Linked DNA regions of Mus musculus: all the other regions are linked to region 7. Evidence: chromatin contacts called from public HiCAR-type, HiChIP or PLAC-seq and promoter capture Hi-C data. All regions are on one chromosome and are shown on one strand. Each heading gives the region's core, a stretch centred on a gene start, on an enhancer-like site or on the middle of the called end of the contact. The rest is flanking DNA. Distances are from core to core; before and after follow the strand shown. Region 1 holds the start of Tekt1 (tektin 1). Region 2 holds the start of Ube2g1 (ubiquitin-conjugating enzyme E2G 1). Region 3 holds the start of Spns2 (spinster homolog 2). Region 4 holds the start of Aipl1 (aryl hydrocarbon receptor-interacting protein-like 1). Region 5 holds the start of Fbxo39 (F-box protein 39). Region 6 holds the start of Spns3 (spinster homolog 3). Region 7 holds the start of Mnt (max binding protein).

Region 1 (2,700 bases), core at 96-2,595, 2.5 Mb before region 7:
GGCCCAGGCCTTTGTGGGTGATGCTAAGCCTGAGCTGATGGTCCTGGGTTCTGCAAGAAAGCAGATTGAGCTGGGCAGTGGTGGTGCCTTTAATCCCAGAACTAGGAAGGCAGAGGCAAGTGGATCTCTGAAAATTTGAGACCAGCCTAATCTACAGAGTGAGTTCCAGGAAAGCCAGGGCTACACAAAGACACCCTGCCTTGGAGAAGAAAAAAGGAGAGAGAGGGAGGGAGGGAGGGAGGGAGGGAGGGAGGGAGGGAGGGAGGGAGAGAGGGAGAGAGGGAGAGAGGGAGAGAGGGAGAGAGGGAGAGAGAACGAAAGACAAGGAAGGAAGGAAGGAAGGAAGGAAGGAAGGAAGGAAGGAAGGAAGGAAGGAAAGAAAGAAAGGAAGAAAAGAAAGAAAGGAAGAAAAGACAAGGAAGAAAGGAAGGAAAGAAAGAAAAAAGAGAAAGAAGGGAAGGAAGGAAGGAAGGAAGGAAGGAAGGAAGGAAGGAAGGCAGGCAGGCTGAGCGAGCCATGATGAACAAACCAGTTAGCATGCCCTTCATGCCCTCTGCATTAGCTCCTGCCTCTAGATTCTTGCCCTGTTTTGAGTTCCTATCCTGACTTCCTTCAATGATAAACAAGCAATATGAACATGTAAGACAAATATGCCCTTTCCTCTCCAACTTGCTTTTTGATCATGTTGTTTTGTCACAGCAATAGAAACCCTAAGACAAGCAGTATTCTTTCAAATACATGAACCCAGACATGTTGTATAAGAAATGAACAGATGTGACGTCTGTAAGCCAACATCTGGGCATTGTGACTACAGGATAAAGACAAGGAACAGGGGGTAAGGCAGCCTCTGGAGACAGTTGCGGGGGAAAAAAAATATGATCCCCTGGCTCTGAACGACATCACATCTGTCTTCCATAGGCAAAGCTGAACTCTGAAAGCCTCCCGCTCTGGACTCTATAACCCTAGTATTTACCCTAGGGGCCTCTGAAGCCGTCACAACCAAGGATGGATTCAGATCTTGACTAGGCTAAGCATCAGGCCCCATGTAACCCCCTCAGACACTCCTGAGCTCTCCAGTTCAGTCCCCTCCTATGGTCTCTCCCGAGTCTGTCTCAGCGTGGCTCTCTGAGATATAACTTTGAACAAGTGTGAATAGTCTCGAAGAGGGGACCGATATCAGTGCTAACCGCTGATACAAAAGACACACCGCGTGGGTAGGGAGAAGGGGTAGGTGAGGTGGATCGGGGCTCACTTACCTTAGTTCATTAAAGAACACAAGCTTCTGTAGGGCACTCCTGACCCCAACCAGAGCTCCTGGTTCTGAGAGAACCAGCCGAGAAAACTGCGGTCTCTATGGCAACCGGACGGACGCAACGTTGCCCTAGTTAGAAGACTGCGCAAGCGCGAATGTGAGAGTGGTGCTAAAGGGTAACCCGAGCAAACAAGACAAAGAAAGTAGGTGGTCCGAAGTCTGATCCTGCTGAGAAAACGTCAAAACACGGGGCAGGAGATTGGGTCACTCGGGGTTCCCGTTCCCCGAGTCTCTGACTCCATAGATGCACAGCGGGTCGGTCTTGGCGCTGTCCTGAGCCGTAGATGACCCGGGACCACAGAGATACACACACTGCGTTCCACGTGGTCGTTGCTCCAAACCTGGAGCAAAGGACCTGCAAACCTAGCGACACACAGGGTGCATGGGTAGCTCCAGACAGGGGTAGGCAAGAATGGGTTTTCGGCCAGGTATCTTCTCCCAAGGCGTAAAACTCACCAAGCACTGAGCTTTTTCTCGGTTAAGATCGCACTGCTACGTGATCTTCAAACTGTTGTGGATTGAGTTAAAATTAGGCTTTCAGGACGCCAGCCACTCGGTGCCACGGCCATGAGTTTAACATAGCCATACACCATCTTCAAACGTTCGTTTTACAGGCAGCACGTTTATTTAAAAAACAAAAAAACAAAAACAAAACAAAACAAAAAAACCCTTTGCATTACTACTGGAAATGGGAAATTGGCGCTGTCTGTGTGGCAGAAAAAGCAATCATAAAGGTGAACACGATGAAACAAAGGCATAAAATTTATAACAATGTGAAGGCACTGATGAAGGGCTGGAGAGATGGCTCAGCGGTTAAGAGGACTGACTGCTCTTCCAGAGGTCCCGAGTTCAATGCCAAGCACCCACATGGTGGCTCACAACCATCTGCAATGAGATCCAGTGCATACCTTCTGGTGTGCATGAAAACAGAAAACAGAGCACTCCTAGTCATAAAATAAATACATAAACAAATCTTTAAAAGAAAGAGAAAGAAATGAGGGAAGGAAGGAAGGAAGGAAGGAAGGAAGGAAGAAAAAGCAGCGATGAGCTGGGTGTATCTGCTTATCCCTGGCATCTCAGCATGCCAGAAAAAGACCCTTAAGCTGAGGATTCAAATCTGAAAGACATATTGGAAATTAACACTCACCTTTCATTCATGTATGTATATATATATATATTGCTTTTTTTCAAGACAGGGTTTCTCTGTGTAGCTCTGGCTGTCCTGGAACTCACTTTGTAGACCAGCCTGGCCTGGAACTCAGAAATCCACCTGCCTCTGCCTCCAAGAGCTGAGATTAAAGGCGTGCGCCACCACTGCCCAGCTCATGTATCTATGTTCTTAATTCTGGTATTAATATTAATGAATACCTTAATTCAAAGACTGGGGT
Region 2 (2,976 bases), core at 68-2,567, 2.2 Mb before region 7:
TCCCTAGGTGGGCAGTATTTCAAAATGGCAGATTCACTCAATGTTTGTTTCTTTGGTCTGGTGGGACAGTGCTAGGGAGGTAAGCCAGGGCCTTGTGCCTGCTTGCCCAGTAATTTTTATTACATGCCTAACGGAATCTGCTCCTCTTGTTCACTTTACTTGGAGTTCACAGAAGCTTCATGCTTTTGTGGGTAGAAATGGACCTGATTTCCTATGCACAGTTTTTGTTTTCTACAGTCCAGGTACAGGGAAGTAGGGATTGAACAAACACTTATTGAAAGAACAAGCAAGGGGCTGGAGAGATGGCTTAGCGGTTAAGAACACTGGCTGATTTCCCAAAGGTCCTGAGTTCAATTCTCAGCAACATGGTGGCTCACAACCATCAGTAATGGGATCCTATGACCTCTCTTGGTGTGTCTGAAGAGAACAACAGTGTAGTCATATACATAAGTAAATAAATCTTTAAAAGAAAGAAAGAAGAAACAAAATTGAGTGTCAATGTTACTTTTCCCCCTTCCCTTTTTTGTTTCTTTATTGCTACAGTGTTGACAAAGCACTCAACTGGGAAATGGGCAAGGAGGTTGGATAAGGTTGACTTTTCCTAATCTCGGCTTTCACACTTGGACTTTACATAGTAGGTGCCTTTTCTAGAGGAGTCTGATCTATTATGGATCCTCATCCCCAGACGGAGATTGGGTATCACTGTGCAGCGAAGGGGACCTGGGTCTTCTAATCCTCAGCCTCAAGTGTTGAGATTACAGGAGAATACCACCTGAATCCGAACCATTTATCAGGTTGTGCTAATCACAACTCTGCACTTTACTCAGTCTTACTATTTACTTAAACGTTTTCTGCTATGAGACTCATAACATTTTTATTTCAAGGACCATTCTGTGCATTCTTTATGAATTATCACCATGCACTCTATTTTGCGGCTGCTTAAAATGGTGCACACCAGTACTAAATTCGGCTTTGTAACAATGACTAATTCGCACACCTCCGATGTAGTGTTGGATGGCTGCTGGGTCCTCGCCAACATCTACCACTTCTGGTCCCATCACGCTTAGACCTCCTGCTTATACCGGGAGGCAGCGTCCTGACCCTCCGCGACCTCTTTGTCATGGCGTCCGCGGGGCGTCTACCAGCCGACGCTTCCGCAGCTGGGCGGGCGTGGACCTTCCCAAGATGGCGGGGCTGAGCCCACTGCGCGCGGTGGGCGGGGTTCCACCGCCGGAGGCGGGGCAGCAGGGCCGAGGGGTCGGGCTAGCAGGAGTGCTGCTTCTGAAGGAGGCAGGCTCAGCGCGCTTGCGCGGAGCGGCCCTGCGCGCAGTGAGGCAGTGGCGGGGGAAGGCACCGGTGGGGCCGACGGGCGGGCAGAGGAGGGAAGCGGGCGAGCGAAGTCCCAGTGCGCGCCGCGGCGGCCCGGGTACCCTCCCCTTCCGGGCGTGAGGCGCTGAGCGAGGAAAGCCGAGCGGAGCGGACTCGCATAGGCGGCGAGGTGCTTCTCGGGTCTCCCAAGACCGGCCTCCCCGCGGCTTCGGCGCTCCGGTCCGGGTTCCTCAACACACATCTAGCTCCAGGCACCGGCAGAGCTTGTCGCCAGTCCGTCGAAGTCCCGGTGGCGGCCCGGGCTCTCGGTGGGGAGGATGACGGAGCTGCAGTCGGCGCTGCTACTGCGAAGACAGCTGGCAGGTGAGCGGCGGGGCGCCGGGCCGCGATCGCGGACTGCCGAGCCACTCGCCTCCTCTCGCCCGCTCGGAGGCTGGGTGGTGGCGGGCCGCGAGGGTGGGAGCCCGCGAGTCGCGGCGAGCTGGCGACACTCCTGGCCCGGCTGTGGAGGGTGTTGGGGGCGGGGACGCTCCCCAGCCTCGCCCTCGGACGGGCCGGACGCCCTGGGCGGCTGCCCCCTCCCCCACGGCACTGGGGCGTTGCGGGGGAGGGGCGTGGGTCCCGGTCGGGCCGACCCTCCCTGAGGGGCGGATCCCGGGCTCAGGTGCGGCGGAGGCCGCGGAACCTCGGGGACCCCGGGAGCTTGCGGGGTCCCCGCGCGGCTGTGAGTCCGAGCCGTGTCGGGGGCCGGAGAGGGGAGGCGCGCCAAACTTCTGGCCCGGCAGCGCGGGGTTCGCGGAGTTAGGGCAGACAACAAAAGCGACGGCGGGGCTGGCCCGGGTGCTGACGCGGGGCACCGGGGGGCTCGGCGGGGAGCGCGACTCCGCTTCGCCTGCCTCCGCCTGGCACGAGCTCGGGCTGCGCCGCCCGTCTGGGGGAGGGTGGGCGCGGGCGCTGGGGAGAGCGGCTCGCTGGCCGGCCCGGGCTTTGTGCTCCGTGGGCACGGCTCGGGCTCCTTCGCGCAGGCTCGCGGCCACCGGGCTGCGGCCCGCCTTAGGCTCTGGCCAGGGGCGGCGGCTCAGTGCCTCCCCCGTGGAGTCTCTGTCCCCCTCCCCCATTGTCCCGGCCTCTGGCCGTTTGCGGCTTCCAGGTTGACTTTTTAGGGGGTTGGCTCCTACTCTGCTAGGACTGTGTGAGCGGAGCATGCGCGCTGGAGGCGTACGTGTGCGGAGTGGAAGGGGGGGAGGGAGGAGGCGGGTTGGTGCCTTCACAATGCCGCCCCACGTGCTGCCAGATTTAAAGAGAAATGAACCGGTAGTTAGCCCTGCTGTCCTACGCCAAGCGTGTGCCTGGCTTGGTTCAGGCGACTTCACCCCTCCTCAACCTGTAGCCAGTCCTCTCCCCCCACCCCCCTTTTAAACTTTCTGAAAGCCGGAATGTTGATAAATGAAATAGATTTCTATGAGTTTGAGGTGTCAGCTAAATCACCTTTATGACTTCTTAAGGAAAAGGTCGACAGGGGCTGTTACAGATTGTATAATTAGGTTTATTATTAGACCATGAGCTAACAGGTTTGGACAAGTATTAAAATTCTAGGTGGGACAGCAATTTGAAGTGGATGGAAAAGTTAGAATCCCCATCAGAAAT
Region 3 (2,838 bases), core at 131-2,630, 2.3 Mb before region 7:
AGGCCCAGGGATCAATCAATTCACAAACGGAAACAGACCTAAACACAAGCTGAAACTGGCCCAAGGTCACACACACATTAAGCACATTCAGGATAGAAACCCAGTTGTATCCATTTCAGTCTCAAACCTGGGGTTGAGTCGCAGAGATGCTCAAGGAGCATGAGGCTGCCTCTCTTTAGACCAACCCCCCCAGCCCCCGCCCCCAGGCCTATGCCCTGCTCCAGGCTCCAAGCGCCATGGAGCAGAAGGAGGCGTCTCCAGGCCTCAAGCCAGGGCCAGCTGCAAACCGCATCCTGGGTCCCCAGGCGGCACGGACCCGCCCCGCCCCTCCCTCGGCTCCCCGCAGGCCCGAGCCTTTGTCAGCCACGCGCTTACAAGCTCACACACACATATCCGCGCTGCCACGCGCGCGCACACTCCGGCTGCCTGGCGCACACCCGCAAGAGGCGCACACACTGGCCGCACGCATGCAGGGGGGTGGCTGAGACCGAGGAAAGAAGGAACAGACGGGCCGTGCAAGCACAGACGGCCTGGACTAAGGGAAAAGGAGGAGAGGCCGGGGAACCTGCGGCTGTGGAGGAAGGGGGCGCACAGGCGATAAGGCAAGAGAGACGCAGAGGAGACTCTGGGAGGACAACGGATGAGCCGTCAAGGGCTTGGCGAAGGCTCACAAGCTGCTCCAGGGGTGGAAACTCCACCAATCCCTAACACGGGGAGCGTGGGGTGCTTTGGATTGGACCCATGGAACGCCAAAGCATCGCTTGAACAGAGGGTCCTTAGGGACTCTCCAGAGGGCTTGGATCTAGGGAGCTGGCAACCAAAAGCTCCCTAGGGCATCTGGGATGGAAGGGCCCTGGTCCTCGGGCTAGATGGGGCATTTGCTCACCTGCCACAGTGTACCTGTCCAGGTAGTTGAGCACGTTGCCTAAACTCAGGATGGCAGCAGCTGCCCCCCGCCCTCGGCCTAAGCTGGCCGGTTTGGGCTGCGGCGCGCTGGGGCCCTTGGCAGCTGCTGCGCAGCCAGGGGTGCTGGGGATGCTGGGGAGTCCGGACGGGACCCGCCTCACGCTGCCGGACAACGTCTGCACCTCTTCGTCGGCGGACACGACTCCAGCGCCCCCAACACCCCGCGCCCCGCAGCAAGCGCTACCTCCAGCCCCTGGCTGCGCCCCCCGGCGCCGGCGCCGCCGCTCGGCGTCCGCCTCCTCCTCCTCCGCGCCGCCCGCCGCCGCCGAGGCGCATTCCAGGCACATCATGCCGGCCCGGGCCGGGGCGGCGGGGGGCGCGGGGGGCTCGGGGGACGCGAGGCCCAGCCCGGGCCCGCTCAGTGCGTGCGCGCGCCGCGGAGCCGCCGCTGCACCATCCCGGCCCGGCCCGTCCGCTTCTGCGCTCGGGCTCCAGCCCTGGCTGCGCCGCTGCTACTGTTCAGTCAGTGAGACGCGCGGCCCCGGCGGCTCTGACAGCTGCGGCCGGCCCCGCCCACCAAGCTCGTGTGCCCAATCACCTCCGGGCTCAAGCCACAGCCCCGCCCCGCACGTGCTGCCCCGGGGGGTGCGGGGGCGCCTGGCCGCACAGCCCCACCCGCCTGACGGGGGCGCAAGTCACGCAGTAGCGCTGCGGCCACGGAACCCTCGGGGATCAGGAAGCGATTGCGGGGAGCTGCAGCACCGATTAGGATTTAGGTGAGGGAAGAAGGGTACCCCAGACCCTACTCAACTTCCACCCTGCCCCTGCGATGGGAGAGGACCCCTGGCTGAGGCCGAGGAAGGCCCATGGCTTAAGCTACGCATTAAAAAAAAAAAGTCTCAGATGGTCAAAACTGGGGAACCTGTTGTAGAGCTGACTCCAACAGTTACTCACCTTAATTCAGTCTGTTTAGGCAGCGCTGCCTAAGAAACATGATTGGTGGACCCAGGACACAGACCTCATGAAGGTCCATTGCTCTCCTCTATAGAGAAGCACCTCCATGCTATGACCTGGGCTCACTCTGACCATATCTCTACCCCCCATAGAGTGGAGCTTGTGAGAACCAGGGCTCGGATTAGAGCCCAAAAGAACCAGGAGGGCCTCCTCAATGCCAGGCAGGGTGTCCTACACCTGTAACCCCAGCGTTTGGGAGGCTGAGTCAGGAGAGATCCAATCTCAGACAAACGAGAAGGAGAGGGGATGGAGCAGAAAAAGCCTTTGAGGGGGGTACCATCTCCCCAAAACCCTTAGTGAAAGTTGGAAAGCTGGATCCTAGCCTATATCTGCTCTTGCGTGTGGCTTAACATTGGACGAAACCTCTATCTTTCTGGGTCTTTGTTTCTATTGGGGGAATATAGTCCAGGTAGTTGAGCACGTTGGGGGGGGGGGGGTTGTCAGTTCTGGAGAATGGCTAGGTAGCTTCTGTGTAAAGAACAGTCTTCTCTTGTAAGTCCATCATTTGGGAGGCAGAGGCAGGTGAAACTCCGAGGTTCCAGGCCAGCGAGTCCAGGCCAACACGTCTCTAAATAAATAAATATGTAAAAGGAAAGAAAGAAGTTAAAACCCAGTATAGCATGTTCTCCCTAGTATGTGCCAAACCCTTGGTTCAAATGAGAGAGTCAGGGGAGACTTAATTCAGCCCCTCAGATATCCAGTGGTTTCTGTCTGTTTCACAGACAGACTTCAGGTCACCAAGGTGACCCGTCATAAACAGACAACTAGTCAATGGTCTGGTTGGTACGAAGCCAGGGCCCTGAAATCATCTTGCTAGTGCAGGCTGCTCCAGAGCCCACGTCCACAACAGGAACATCTTGTGAAGGTGTCAACCACAGTGAGTCATGGCATAGCCAACGGATGACAAAGCATAAGGCA
Region 4 (2,868 bases), core at 345-2,844, 2.8 Mb before region 7:
ACATGAAGGGATTGTTTGGGTCTTCTGAAGATGTAACAATGATGCTGTGGTGTGTGTGTGTGTGTGTGTGTGTGTGTGTGTGTGTGTATGTCTTGTATTTTTAGAGTTTCAAATTCTAGTGTGTCTACATGAGCTGGCACGATGTCTGAAATGTGCCCATACCACGTGGGATACTGAAGAAAGTTCCCTGGACAGAGGTGGATACAAGGGGGGGGGATTATGCATTGATAGGTGGCAGGAACTCACAACTTGTTTTTTTCCTTGACTTTTGCATATTTGACAGTTTCTCTAAGAAATACCTATCCCTCCCAAGCACAAAACAAGAAGTTGTAAAGATGTTTCATATGTGATATAAATATGAATTGAGTCATAGAGTTGGGAGGAATGGGGGAGGGGAAGGATGTGCTCGGTGGCTTGAGTCTCCAGGATCTACGATGCTGAGCAAAAAGGAAAGGGGGGCCCTCTCCTACCATGTGAGGCCACATGTTCCCACAGCCCCTGCGCCAACCACATACTCCACGTCACTTTAAGGCCTGCTTTATCTGAAGGGCTGGGTGCCATGTTTGTAATGGCAGAGAATAGGGATGGAGGTGTCTTCACCTGCAGTGTCTTGTTTTACCCTAACTTTCCTGAACCCTGACAGCTCTGGGAAGCGCGTGAGGGAACAGAGTGCAGAGGGAGCCACGAGACTACTTACAATGGTGTCGCACCAGAACTCAGCCACCTCGCCCAGCCGCATGGAGGTCAGCAGCGTCTCCCACACCTCCAGCTTGAACATGTTGCCGATGATGATGCTCATGGGCTGGCCCACCTGCTTGCTGTCATCGATCACCGTGCGCTCGTCATCACACTTCATTGTGCGGAAATGAAAGGTCACCTGGTCCCCAGAACAGAGGGCTTTGGTGTAGACATATCTCCCCCAGTTCCAGCAGCCGTGTCACCCAACCACTGCAGGCTACTGAGGCTGTTCTTGGGGGTCAGTTCACCCACATCTCACAAGATAAGATGCCTCAGCTCCCCTCAAGAAATACCTACAAGTCCCTACAAGAAACCCATTCCTTTCCAGCAAACCCTATGCCTATCTCTCACAGCCAAGCGCCAGGAATTCCTTCTCCAATAAGCTCCAATGTCCAGGAGTGTGTTCCTCCACCCCTGAGAGACCCATCAAACACAAGAGGACAAACGCCATATCTCCTGAGGTTCCTTCCTACTAACTTGACATTTGGAGCTCTGGAAATTTTCCTTAACCTCTCCTCTTAGCTAAAGCTACCCTGAAAACTACCAAAAAGACCTGTCTATAAACTCCAAAGCAAGGGAGCCTGGGTAATGGAAAGGCAAGTCCAGCAAGGTCCTGCCTGGCTGCAGTAGGAAGGGATACCTGCAATGCCCTGGGCCCAACTGAAACAGAGAAAAGAACCACGGGGTCCTATCTGGGCGTAGATACTCACTCGAGAGCCAGTGATGAAGCTGGGGAGCTCTCCCGTCCCCCCATGCAGAATGGTCTTCTTGACACCCTCCACATTGAGGAGTAGAGAGACGTCCATGCTGCAGGTAGGGGAGAGGTTTGTTCAGGCCTAGATAATCCTACCAAAGCAGGGAACAATCTGGCTGATACCTGGGAAGAGGCCTGTGCAAGCCTAGATAATCCCACCAGAGGGGAGGACAGCAGCTGACATCACCCAGGGGATTCCCCGACAGGGAGGGAAGAAGGAAGAAAGGCAGAAGGAAGGTAGTCTAGGCACTACAGACCCCACCGTCCACATTCCTCAGGATCTCTCAGCAGATGCAGATCCCCGGTCTGACACCCATAGTGACTACATCAAGGTTTTCCTTTGTGCCACCTCAAAAAAAAAGGTCCACAGATGTTTCTGTGGGGAAGGAGAGAAGAAAGCAGGCAGCAGTAGACAGCTGGGGCCATCCGAGGGGAAAAGGAGGGAGGCCCAAAGCCACCATTGCCTTCCTGTACCTGTAGTGCGGACATTGTCCCAGTCTCTGACCCTTAACATCTCCACTTTCCCCTGCTCCTCTCCTCCTGGGGTCTGGGAGAAGGTTTCTAACTTTGGGGTGACTAAGAGAGTTACCCCAGTTCTGGGGGAAATTGATAAATTCCTAGTGTCAAGCTTCTGTCTCCACTCTAAGATCTGGCTGAGGAGTCGGGCTCTCCCCAGTCCTTTAGAAGGCCTTTGTCCTGGGTTCAGAGAAACAAGCAGAGCTTATGTGGAGCCCACTGAACCCCCTTGGGGAACTAGAGGAGAAAACGTAATGTGTCGGCTTGGTGTTTGGCGCCACCTTGTGGCCAGCTTAAATTTTCATGCTTCTTTCCCAGAGCCTTAAGATAAATGAAGGATTCTGATCACACCACCACCACCACAGTCCCTTTTGGGCATTGACAGAGAGGTAACAGACCTTGCCATGAGGGGACATTATAGCTGGCTAATAGCCAACCAGAGCTTCCTACATTAATGGCTTCATGGCCTTGGGCGTTTCCCTTCTCCAGGAAGGCCAGAATCCTGGGGATATCCAGCACCCTCAAAAGTCTTGATTTCCATGAGAAGTCCTTGCCTTAAAGGGCCACAAACCTAGGCTAACCAGTCAGAAACAGGATGCAACCTGGCTTTGTAGAAAGCTCTCCCTGAGTGCCAGCAGCCCCACTCGGGTCTGTTTCCATCCCAGCCTTAGAGAGGTGTAGACACTTTTTTCCTCTTCCATCTCTCCCCAGCCACACAGTAGCTTAAAGGAGCATGTTACTGAGGAAGAATGGACCATCAGGGAAAACAGTGCCTGCCATGCCACATACACCAGGGTCAGGTACTGACTCTGAGATCCCTGCTGTATTCTCCCGACCTGATGCGTGCTCTGTGAGTTGCT
Region 5 (2,910 bases), core at 304-2,803, 2.5 Mb before region 7:
CAAGAAAAGAGACAGGCTTTCATCTTTGGTCTTCAGAAGATGTCTTTTCCTTCTTCTGAGCTACAGATGACCTGGAGAAAAGGCTTTCGCTTCTTGCACTGAACTCGAGCACCTAGGCTCAACTGCTGGGTTGGTGGCTCAAGAAACCCCTGCTTTATCCTAAGTTTCTCCCTGACCTTTTTCTTTGCCTTCCTCATTGGCTCTTCTGGACAAGACAGGTTAGGAATATGAGGCCTAGAGGGGGAGATGAAGCAGGAGAAAGGAAGGAAAGAGGGAGGGAGGGGAAAGTGGAAAGAAAGGGAAAGAGAAGGAGAGGGGGAGGGAGGGGAGGGAAGGGAAAGAATGGGAGGGGGAGGTAGGGAAGGAAGGGGAGGGGCAGGGCGGGGCAGACCAGGGAGAATTAGAGTTCCCAGAAAGTCTTTATACTGGGAGTTCTTAAAAGACTAATTGTTAGAAGGGCAATCGTCATAGGGAGGTTCACATGGTGCAGGGCCATCTTGAACTATCTTAGCCCCTTAAAAAGAAGCCATTTGCCCACATCTGTGTGTGACCTAACATCCTGTGACTCCTAGGTAAAGTTTTGAAACATATGAGTGGATCCCAACTGCTAAGAAAGTCATCACATATGCATCTGGAGCCTATAGCAAGGTCTCCCGCTTTGCTATAACCGCTCACCTGTTGTACCACCAGAATTTGTAAAGTGACTTTCTTTGTTTTGTTATTTTAAAACTTCACAGAAATTGTTACCAAGGTCAGAGCACAGATATCTGAAGCAAACTGAATCTGTATTTCTGGACCACAGTCACTCATTTGGCTCCAAAATAAACTTATCTCTGCATCCTTTTAGAGCTGTGTCTTTCACGTCGGTGATGGGGAGGGTGACAAGGTGAAGCCACCCCGCAGGGTAGCTGAGGTAGCTGAGGAAGGGGGCGTGCAGATGAGGTTTAGCAGTAAAGTATGGAGTAAGTGGCTGGGGCAGCTTATCTAGTGACAGACACACTATTCAACTTTTAGACCTGGGCTTCAGCACAAAGGTTACCCACTGGGGTAGGAAAGGGCCAAGGGTTACGTGTGCACCACCTTCTGAAAGCTGGAAAGGGGAACTGACCTTAGGTTCAAGCCATGTCACCCACCCTCTTGGGGTGAGGTGTTACCTCATCTGAGGATAGGAAAGTGGAGGCCCATGGCTAGCATGAGGAATGGACGAGTCCTCACCTGGGCTTTGGAATGGAGGCTCAAAGCTCCCGGAGGTCAAGACTGGAGGGAAGCGACCTGAACACAGTGTTGGGTTCAGACCTCTCTGCTGCTATGAGCAGAGGATTGGGCAGAGCGCCTGGCGATTCTCACCAGGTGCGCCTCCTTCCAGTCTCCTGCCTCCGCCCGCGGGCTTTCCTATTGGGTCTATGCAGCACCCTCTTCCTTCGCCTTCAGTGTATCTGGCAACTCCGGATTTGGGACTCAGCAACCGGCAGGCACTAGCAGAGCCAGTGGGTGGCTGCGCGTCACAAAGGCGGCTGTGGGCTTGGCCGCAGCGAGCACAGGGCGCCTCTCCTGATGCTCTTGGAGTCGGCGTGGGAGCAGCAGCGCGGGCAGAGGGGCAGGCGCGCTCCGCGTCCCTGCAGCCCGAGCCGGGCGCAGCGATCCGGTAACGGGTGGCCCGAAGCACCCACGCACCAGGAGGGCAGTGGTGGCCCCGCACAGCCGCTGGGCCCGCATGGGAGGGGCACGCCGCCCTGGTGACGGGACAGTCTTAAGTTTCCCTCGCTGGTTGGCAGCTGTGTCATATTATGGTGGACCAAGCCCAGGTTTGGGATTACTGGCATGGGTTCGGATCCCATACCCCACACACTTAGAACACCATCTCACTAGGAAACTCCATTAAGCTCCCAACACTCCTAGATTCTCTTTTTGCAAAATGGGCGCGTTCTCATCTTCATAAGGAAAATGCAGAAGTACCTTGTCCCCAGCTTACTAATTGCAGCTTGCTCTTAGATTACTTTCTACCTCCAAGGTGTAGTCCCTGGATCCGTTCATTTAAATTTCCCAAAACTAGGAGAAAGGAACTACTATTCCTATTGTCAGACTAAACACTGAGGCACAAAAATTTTTTACTAACTTTACAGTAGCAATTGACAGGCCTCTATATTCTTTTGCCTCCTGTCAGAGAAAGTGCTACTCTCATTTATTTGGAGGATCCTTGCGTGGGGGGGGGGTACCCCAGACAAAAAGGCTCACGGGGTAAAGCACTTGCCTTGGAGGTGTAAGGTCATGAGTTCGAATCCCCAGGAACTATATAAAGCTGCAGCTGCAATCCTGGCTATCCTACAATAAGAGAAGAAGTATAAACAGAAGAGACCTCAGAATCTCTTGCACTATCCAATGACAAACGAGATCCTGTTTCAAGGTGGAAGGTGAAAACCTATACCACACACACACACACCACATCTGTAGCCCACCAACATAGTCTTCTAGCCTGTGACTTTGTTGGGGTTTGATTTAGCAAGTCCCCCTTCCCAGCACACACACACACACTGTTCTGGGAAGCACCCCATGCCGAGTTTATGCAGTGCTAGGGATTAAACCCTAAGCTCAGGGTGTGCTGGACAAGCACTCTATTACCAAGCTATATCCCAGCTCTTGATTCGGCATTTTTGTTTTCATTTTTCCAGATTAACTTCTTCAGATCCATGCTATCCCCAGTCGAGGCTCATAACCTTGGACAGTTAGTTTACATACAATCAAAGTCTTCTTGGTGGGGGAAGGGTTAGTTTGGTTTGTTAAACAGAGTTTACAAGTTCAAGATGTGCAAGTACTTATTATGTCATCAGGTGTGAGCACATCCCATGAATTCACACTTCGGGGCTTTATCCATGCTGTCCCCTCCACCTGTAATCTAATCAGCTTCTCCAT
Region 6 (2,700 bases), core at 164-2,663, 2.3 Mb before region 7:
ATCATTTTCAACTGCATAGTGAATTCAAAAGCAACCTGATCTTACTTAAGACCTTGTCTCAAAAACAAACAAACAAAGAAAAGAGGCTGGGTGGTTTCACCCCAGTAAGTGATCTGCAGCCTCTCCTGAATGGTCCCAAGCCAGAACAGGGCACAATGTGTGTGGGGGCAGCGGTGTGAGTGGGTGGATGGGACTGTGCTCTGCAGCAAAGGCGTTGGGTTCAGGATGGAGCTGCAGGCAAGGTTACGGAGGGCAGAGCAGCCCTCTACATCAGTTATTAGAGTGCTTATCCAGCATGCACAAAGACCCTGGGTTCAATCCCTAGAACTTCATAAAGCATTGTGGTGGCAAGCCTGTAATCCCGGCCCTAAGAAGGTGAAGGCAAGCATATCAGCAGTTCATGATTATTCTCAGTTACATAGCGAGTTTGAATCTAGCCTGAGCTCCATGAGGCCCTGCCTCAAAAAAGAAATGAAGGCTGACAAGATGGCTTAGCCTGTGAAGGCGCTTGCTGAACAAGCTTGGAAACCTTAGTTCAATATCTGAAGCTCAAATAAAAGTGAAGGAGCATGCACACACAGGCACACACACATACACACACATGTGTGCACGCACATGCATACACACTCTGTCTTTTTAAAGAAAGGGCTGAATATAAACTGATGAAGGAATGAATGGGTGACTAGATGAGAAAAGACAAGTGGAGCCCAGACACAAAGGAGTGCGTAAGTGAGAGACAGAACACAGAAGCAGGTTGTACCCTGTTTCCAATAAGAAGAAAGGCAAACTGTGCAAGGTAGGCCAGCAGCCGGCTGCCCCAGAAACAGTGCAGGCAGAGCCATTCTCACTTGGGAGCTTGGCCAAGCTGCTCTGCCCTCCGTAACCTTGCCTGCAGCTCCATCCTGAACGCAAGCAACGCCTTTGCTGCAGAGCACAGTCCCATCTACCCACTAACACCCCTGTCCCCACACACATTGTGCCCTGTTCTGGCTTGGAACCATTCAGGAGAGGCTGCAGACCACTTGCTGGGGTGAAACCACCAGAGCTGTGCTCCTAGAGAGGTACGAGGGCTTGGAAGAAGAAGGCCACCAAGGATACACAGTTGTGGGCTTTTAGAAGGGGGGTATCTGAAGATACTGCCCCACGCTACCCCTCCCATGCTCACCTGGGATGATGAACCAGTTCATGTAATTCAGAAGGTTGATGTAACAGAGAACAGCTGCAGCCAAGTAAGCTCTCCAGCGGGGCAGGCTCCAGGGGACGGGTGTGGAGGGAGGCAGACACGTACCTGAAGCCAAGGCCCCATACTGCCCACCTTGGCTCAGGCTCTGGCTCTGTGGCCCTCCTGTCTGAGGTTTGAGACACTCTGTGGACATCCCCTCAGCAGTGCTAACTGCAACTTCTCTGTCAGAACGGGTGCCGAACAAAGCTACATCAGCTTGCCACCAAGTCACTTCCTGTGGGCTCCCAGCCTCTCAACCTCAACAGGCTGCCCCTTTAACTGCCAGACACCTTATCATCGCAGGTTCCTGCTGAGCACAGCGCAGCCACACTGGTGGGATTTCATCACTCTAGGCCTCTTAGCCCTGCTGGGGTAAGACGCCATGCACTGGTGATTGGATAACTCTGTGGTCCCTCAATCTAGCCTATGGCTGCAGCAGGGGCAGTGAGGAAGAGACGCTCCTAGGACAGGAAATGAGAGGAGTGTCCCCAAGCCTTGCTCACTGCAAACTGCCCTGCCTGTGCAGAAGATGGGCCGTTAGCACAGCCATGAACCAGGTTAGATACAGGAGGGTAGGTGTTGACCAGGATGGTAAGGAAATTGCACAGAGGAACAAGATAACAGAGATATCTGAAGACATAGAGACAAGCTTATGTAAAACTAACCCATGGGGGCTGGCAAGATGGCTCAGCCTGTGAAAGTACCTGCCACCAGGCCTGCTTGACATATGTTTGATCCCCAGAGCCCATATGGTGGAAGGGGAGAACTGCACAAAGTTGTCTTCTGACCTCCAAACATAACATACACCAAGGCACACAAGTGCACGTGCAGGTACAGGAGTACTCTCTGCTCTGTCTCTGTCTGTCTGTCTGTCTGTCTGTCTGTCTGTCTCTGTCTCTCTCTCTCTCTCACACACACACACACACTTTCACTCACATCCATACAGACACAGAATAAATAAATTTTATCAACAAGGAATAAGTCTAGGGAGATGTTCTCAGGGGAGCTGTAGAAATTGATTGCCAGTTGCAAGGGTAGAAAAAGTACAAATACACAAAGCCATCAGTGATGGCCCACACCTGTAATTCCAGCACTTGGGAGGTGGAGCTAAGACTATCAGGAGTTCAAGTTCACCATCCCTAGCTACATGGTGAGTTTAAAGCCAGCCTGGGCTACATGAGACCCTATCTCAAAACAAAACAACATTAAAAAAGAGTAACCATACAGGCCAATGAGATGGCTCAGCAGGTAAAGGCACTTGCTGTGTAAGGCTGACAGCCCAAGTTCAATCCCAATCCCAGGTAAAGATGGAAACTAACTCCACAAAGTTGTCCTCTGATCTCTATACATGTGTCATGGTACATGTGTCTCCACACACATCATGCACACGCACACAATATATTTTAAAAGTATTTAACAGCCAGGCATAATGGTCCATGCCCTTAATTCCATTTAATTCCAGCACTTGGAAACATAGG
Region 7 (2,866 bases), core at 50-2,549:
AGATGTAAGTGCTCAGCCCCCTTCCTGAACTGCAGTTTGATAGTTCTTCACTTTTGCGAGGACCCGAGGTGGTAAGAGGCAGCTGGCGGTTGAGAGAGGTCTGACTAGACTACGAGTTGCTCAATGAACAAGGAGCAGTTGGAGTAGTCCCTTCACTTGGGCCTCAGTTTTCTTACCTGCAAAGTGCAATGATTTGGGCAAGCTGACTTCAAAGATCTTTCTGACTGTACCTAGGGACAGTCCTAAGCCCTGCAGCCAAGATAAAGACTGACTGGCGAGCTTAGGAGAGTGCGCGGTTCCAACCCAACACAGTGAGCGACCCCGCCCCGCGCCCAGCGGGCCGCTAGGGTAGCGCGCGGCTTCCGCCCTCCACGTTGTTGTTCCTGATTTAGGCCACGCCTCCTCGGCCTGGGCTTTGGACGCTTCTCCTTTTGATTACTGGTGCCGGGGCCCAACAACGAGGTGCCCTCTAGAGTGGCACACTTTTAGTCCCCACCCATATCAGAAACCGGTGGACAAAGAATTTAGGAGAAGGGAAGTAAGCCCTGGTTTTGAATGGGAGGGTAATGTAAAGCAGGGGATGGACTGCGGAATTCCCCTGTAGGTGTCTCACCCTTCCGTCACCCGGTGGCCCTATCCGCACCCGCTAATACGACCCTGTAGACACTGTCCCTTTAAACCGAAGGCTGGCGGCGCGGGGTGTCCATGTGGAGCTGCTCCATGCCGTGTTGTCCTGCCCGCCCATTGGCGGGCGGCCTGGTGATGTAGCCTAATAGGATGCGAACGCACTGCGGGGGGAGGAACAGAGACAAAATCCGGAACGGGATCAGCTCTCCCGTCCCTCTGTCAGGACTCTAGCAGCCTGCTGTCAGCTCCGCCCAGGGGCGGATCCCGGGGGGAATTGCGACAGACCGGACGGCTGCGGGATTTAGGTCGTGTCTACGTGGGGCGAAGAGACCTAGGGGTCAGACTATAGGTCTCCCTGACCTGTGTCACCGCTGTCTCAGCTAACCGAAGCCTTGGGCTTCCCATTCTCTCAGCAAGGCAGATCCCGCCGTGAATGCCCTAAGCACGCAAACCCCGTTTAACTTGTGGCTGGCCACGGAGAGGAGGGGCAAGTAGGGAAAGCGGAAACAGCGAGGAAGCCTGGTTCCATCTTCTCACCCCCACCCAAGCCACGTGTGCGCGCGCGGTGGGCGGGGCCATCCCTGGCGCGGCCCCGCCCTCAGTGAGACGCCGCGGCCCTGCGGGCGGGGGCTCCGGTCCGGGCTTTGGCTGCGGCCCCGGTGTAGTAGCGGGGGCGGCGGCCGGGGGCAGCGCGGCTCCTTCCCTTGTTGTGTGTGTCGGTGCCTCCTCGCCATCTTGTTGCAAAGCCCTTTCTTGTCGGCGGGACTCCGGGGGCCGCGGGGCGGGAGGCATCGGAAGGGAGGAAGAGGAAGAAGGAAGGAAGAAGGCAGTGCCGCCTTTTTTATTTTTTGCATCAAAATTTTTTTAATTTGCAAATTTTTATTTTGCAAATATTTTGGGAGACATTGATTTTTCTCCCCGTGCTCCCCCGTTCTTTTCTGAGGAGTGCGCTGCGCCGCCCAGCCCTGTCGCCCCCCGGAGGTGATCCCTCCCTCCTGCCGGCCCGCCAGCCTGACCTGTGCTTGGCTCGCGGGCCGCAGCCTCGGCCCCGGCGCGCCCCCGGCTGCTCTCGCCGCGATGAGCATAGAGACGCTACTGGAGGCGGCCCGCTTCCTGGAATGGCAAGCGCAGCAACAACAGAGAGCACGTGGTGAGCGGCCCGGCTGGGCCCCTGGGGCACTGGGCAGAAGGGGAGGCCAGTGACCCCGATCCCTGAACCCACTGGAAATCGCAGGGAGGCCCCTCTATGGCGCGACCTAAAAAGCCGGGCACAAACTCCCCGCAAGAGCTGCCGTCCGGGAGGAGTGATGCGAACGTTGAAAATAATTAATGAATTCATTAACATGCAAAGAAGGACCCAGTTTCTGCGGGTACCACCCTAGCTGACTGGCACCCCCGTACACCTTCAGTGGGGGGCCCCTTAGTTGTGGGCGGGCGGCGCCCTCGCTACCATTGAGGATGTGTGAACCGGGGGATGGGGAGAGGGATGTTGATGTGTGGGGGTGGCAGACCCGCGTGTGCTTGCGTGTGAGCACCAAGATGATGTGTGATGGGAACCGGGGAAGAGCGGATGAACGGACCTGTACACGGGTGTGTTTGTACAGCACACGAGTGGGCGTGTGCGTAACTGAGTGGGGGTGGGGAATACTCTACGCCGAGCTGCTCTTCGGATTCCCTGGCCTGGGCTGGAGGGTGCGGGGAGCGCTCCCGGCAGATCTACGCGCTGCTTGGGGCGGAGGCGGCCTTTGCAGAATGAAATGACATCGCGTGTCTTATGATCCTGGCCAGCCCCGCCTGACCCCGCCTCCCAGAGCTGGGCTGGGTCGCACGTCTAGCTTTGGCTGAGAGCTGCGCTGATTGGGTGCATGTGAGTGTCCCGCGGGTCGCTGGGGGCAGCCCTAGGCCCCCCTGCCTTGCCCTGCTTTAGCCGGTGTGGAATGTGGCGTGTCTGCGCGTTTCAAACCCGCTCTTGGCTGGAATGTTGCGTGTGCCTGCGTCCCAAGCCCGTTGGTTACCCGGACTGCTGACGTAGTCAGGCCCCGCCCCCGACCACGTGCACGGGGGACACTCCCGCTGGGGACTGTGCGGCCCGGCCCCTCCTCACCGCCTCGCGGTTGCCTAGGGGCGGGGTCTGGGCGGGGCTGGCGAGGGGCCTGGAGTCGGGTTGGCCTCCAGCTCTGGTTGCTGGCCATCTCCCAGGGAGAGCCTTTGCCCTGGGTAGGAGGAGCTATGTTCACCT

What was found. Promoter capture Hi-C pulls out the DNA fragments that hold promoters and counts their contacts. HiCAR-type assays count read pairs that join an accessible place to other places. HiChIP or PLAC-seq counts read pairs in DNA pulled down with a chosen protein or histone mark.
Region 1: a promoter capture Hi-C map of hippocampal neurons shows a contact between it and region 7, with 6 times the contacts expected there. The contact joins the promoter of Tekt1 here to the promoter of Mnt in region 7. A contact is called at or near these places in 2 of 39 promoter capture datasets (embryonic stem cells and hippocampal neurons) and 4 of 115 datasets of contacts at active chromatin or transcription factors (astrocytes, embryonic forebrain, embryonic stem cells and 1 more).
Region 2: a contact with region 7 is called in an H3K27ac HiChIP or PLAC-seq map of cardiomyocytes, with 4 times the contacts expected there. The contact joins the promoter of Ube2g1 here to the promoter of Mnt in region 7. A contact is called at or near these places in 2 of 39 promoter capture datasets (cranial neural crest and embryonic stem cells), 4 of 484 Hi-C or Micro-C datasets (B cells, CD4 T cells and embryonic stem cells), 13 of 115 datasets of contacts at active chromatin or transcription factors (astrocytes, bone marrow-derived dendritic cells, cardiomyocytes and 6 more) and 1 of 9 other capture datasets (embryonic stem cells).
Region 3: a promoter capture Hi-C map of liver shows a contact between it and region 7, with 5 times the contacts expected there. The contact joins the promoter of Spns2 here to the promoter of Mnt in region 7. A contact is called at or near these places in 4 of 39 promoter capture datasets (cranial neural crest, hippocampal neurons, liver and 1 more) and 4 of 115 datasets of contacts at active chromatin or transcription factors (extraembryonic endoderm stem cells, forebrain, large pre-B cells and 1 more).
Region 4: a contact with region 7 is called in a HiCAR-type map of astrocytes, with 2.9 times the contacts expected there. The contact joins the promoter of Aipl1 here to the promoter of Mnt in region 7. A contact is called at or near these places in 1 of 39 promoter capture datasets (pre-B cells) and 1 of 115 datasets of contacts at active chromatin or transcription factors (astrocytes).
Region 5: an H3K27ac HiChIP or PLAC-seq map of embryonic stem cells shows a contact between it and region 7, with 7 times the contacts expected there. The contact joins the promoter of Fbxo39 here to the promoter of Mnt in region 7. A contact is called at or near these places in 1 of 39 promoter capture datasets (pre-B cells) and 2 of 115 datasets of contacts at active chromatin or transcription factors (both in embryonic stem cells).
Region 6: a contact with region 7 is called in a promoter capture Hi-C map of pre-B cells, with 3 times the contacts expected there. The contact joins the promoter of Spns3 here to the promoter of Mnt in region 7. A contact is called at or near these places in 3 of 39 promoter capture datasets (cranial neural crest, liver and pre-B cells) and 2 of 115 datasets of contacts at active chromatin or transcription factors (astrocytes and differentiating embryonic stem cells).

What each region holds. Positions count from the first base shown.
Region 1 is chr11:72,360,537-72,363,236 of GRCm38.p6, forward strand. Tekt1 (tektin 1) reads right to left here and starts at 1,346. Exons shown (of 8, transcript NM_011569.3): 1 at 1,257-1,346. It overlaps Gm34317 (a long non-coding RNA gene), which reads left to right and starts at 1,378. Exons shown (of 7, transcript XR_003949575.1): 1 at 1,378-1,455.
Region 2 is chr11:72,605,944-72,608,919 of GRCm38.p6, forward strand. It overlaps Ube2g1 (ubiquitin-conjugating enzyme E2G 1), which reads left to right and starts at 1,318. Exons shown (of 6, transcript NM_025985.4): 1 at 1,318-1,692. The coding sequence starts at 1,647. It overlaps Gm51906 (a long non-coding RNA gene), which reads right to left and starts at 1,220. Exons shown (of 4, transcript XR_003949712.1): 1 at 998-1,220.
Region 3 is chr11:72,488,540-72,491,377 of GRCm38.p6, forward strand. It overlaps Spns2 (spinster homolog 2), which reads right to left and starts at 1,381. Exons shown (of 13, transcript NM_153060.3): 1 at 887-1,381. The coding sequence starts at 1,256.
Region 4 is chr11:72,035,915-72,038,782 of GRCm38.p6, forward strand. It overlaps Aipl1 (aryl hydrocarbon receptor-interacting protein-like 1), which reads right to left and starts at 1,595. Exons shown (of 6, transcript NM_053245.2): 1 at 1,449-1,595; 2 at 698-877. The coding sequence starts at 1,544.
Region 5 is chr11:72,312,891-72,315,800 of GRCm38.p6, forward strand. It overlaps Fbxo39 (F-box protein 39), which reads left to right and starts at 1,554. Exons shown (of 4, transcript NM_001099688.2): 1 at 1,554-1,645. It overlaps Xaf1 (XIAP associated factor 1), which reads left to right. Exons shown (of 6, transcript NM_001037713.4): 6 at 1-843.
Region 6 is chr11:72,548,833-72,551,532 of GRCm38.p6, forward strand. It overlaps Spns3 (spinster homolog 3), which reads right to left and starts at 1,414. Exons shown (of 12, transcript NM_029932.3): 1 at 1,166-1,414. The coding sequence starts at 1,376.
Region 7 is chr11:74,829,625-74,832,490 of GRCm38.p6, forward strand. Mnt (max binding protein) reads left to right here and starts at 1,300. Exons shown (of 6, transcript NM_010813.3): 1 at 1,300-1,777. The coding sequence starts at 1,705.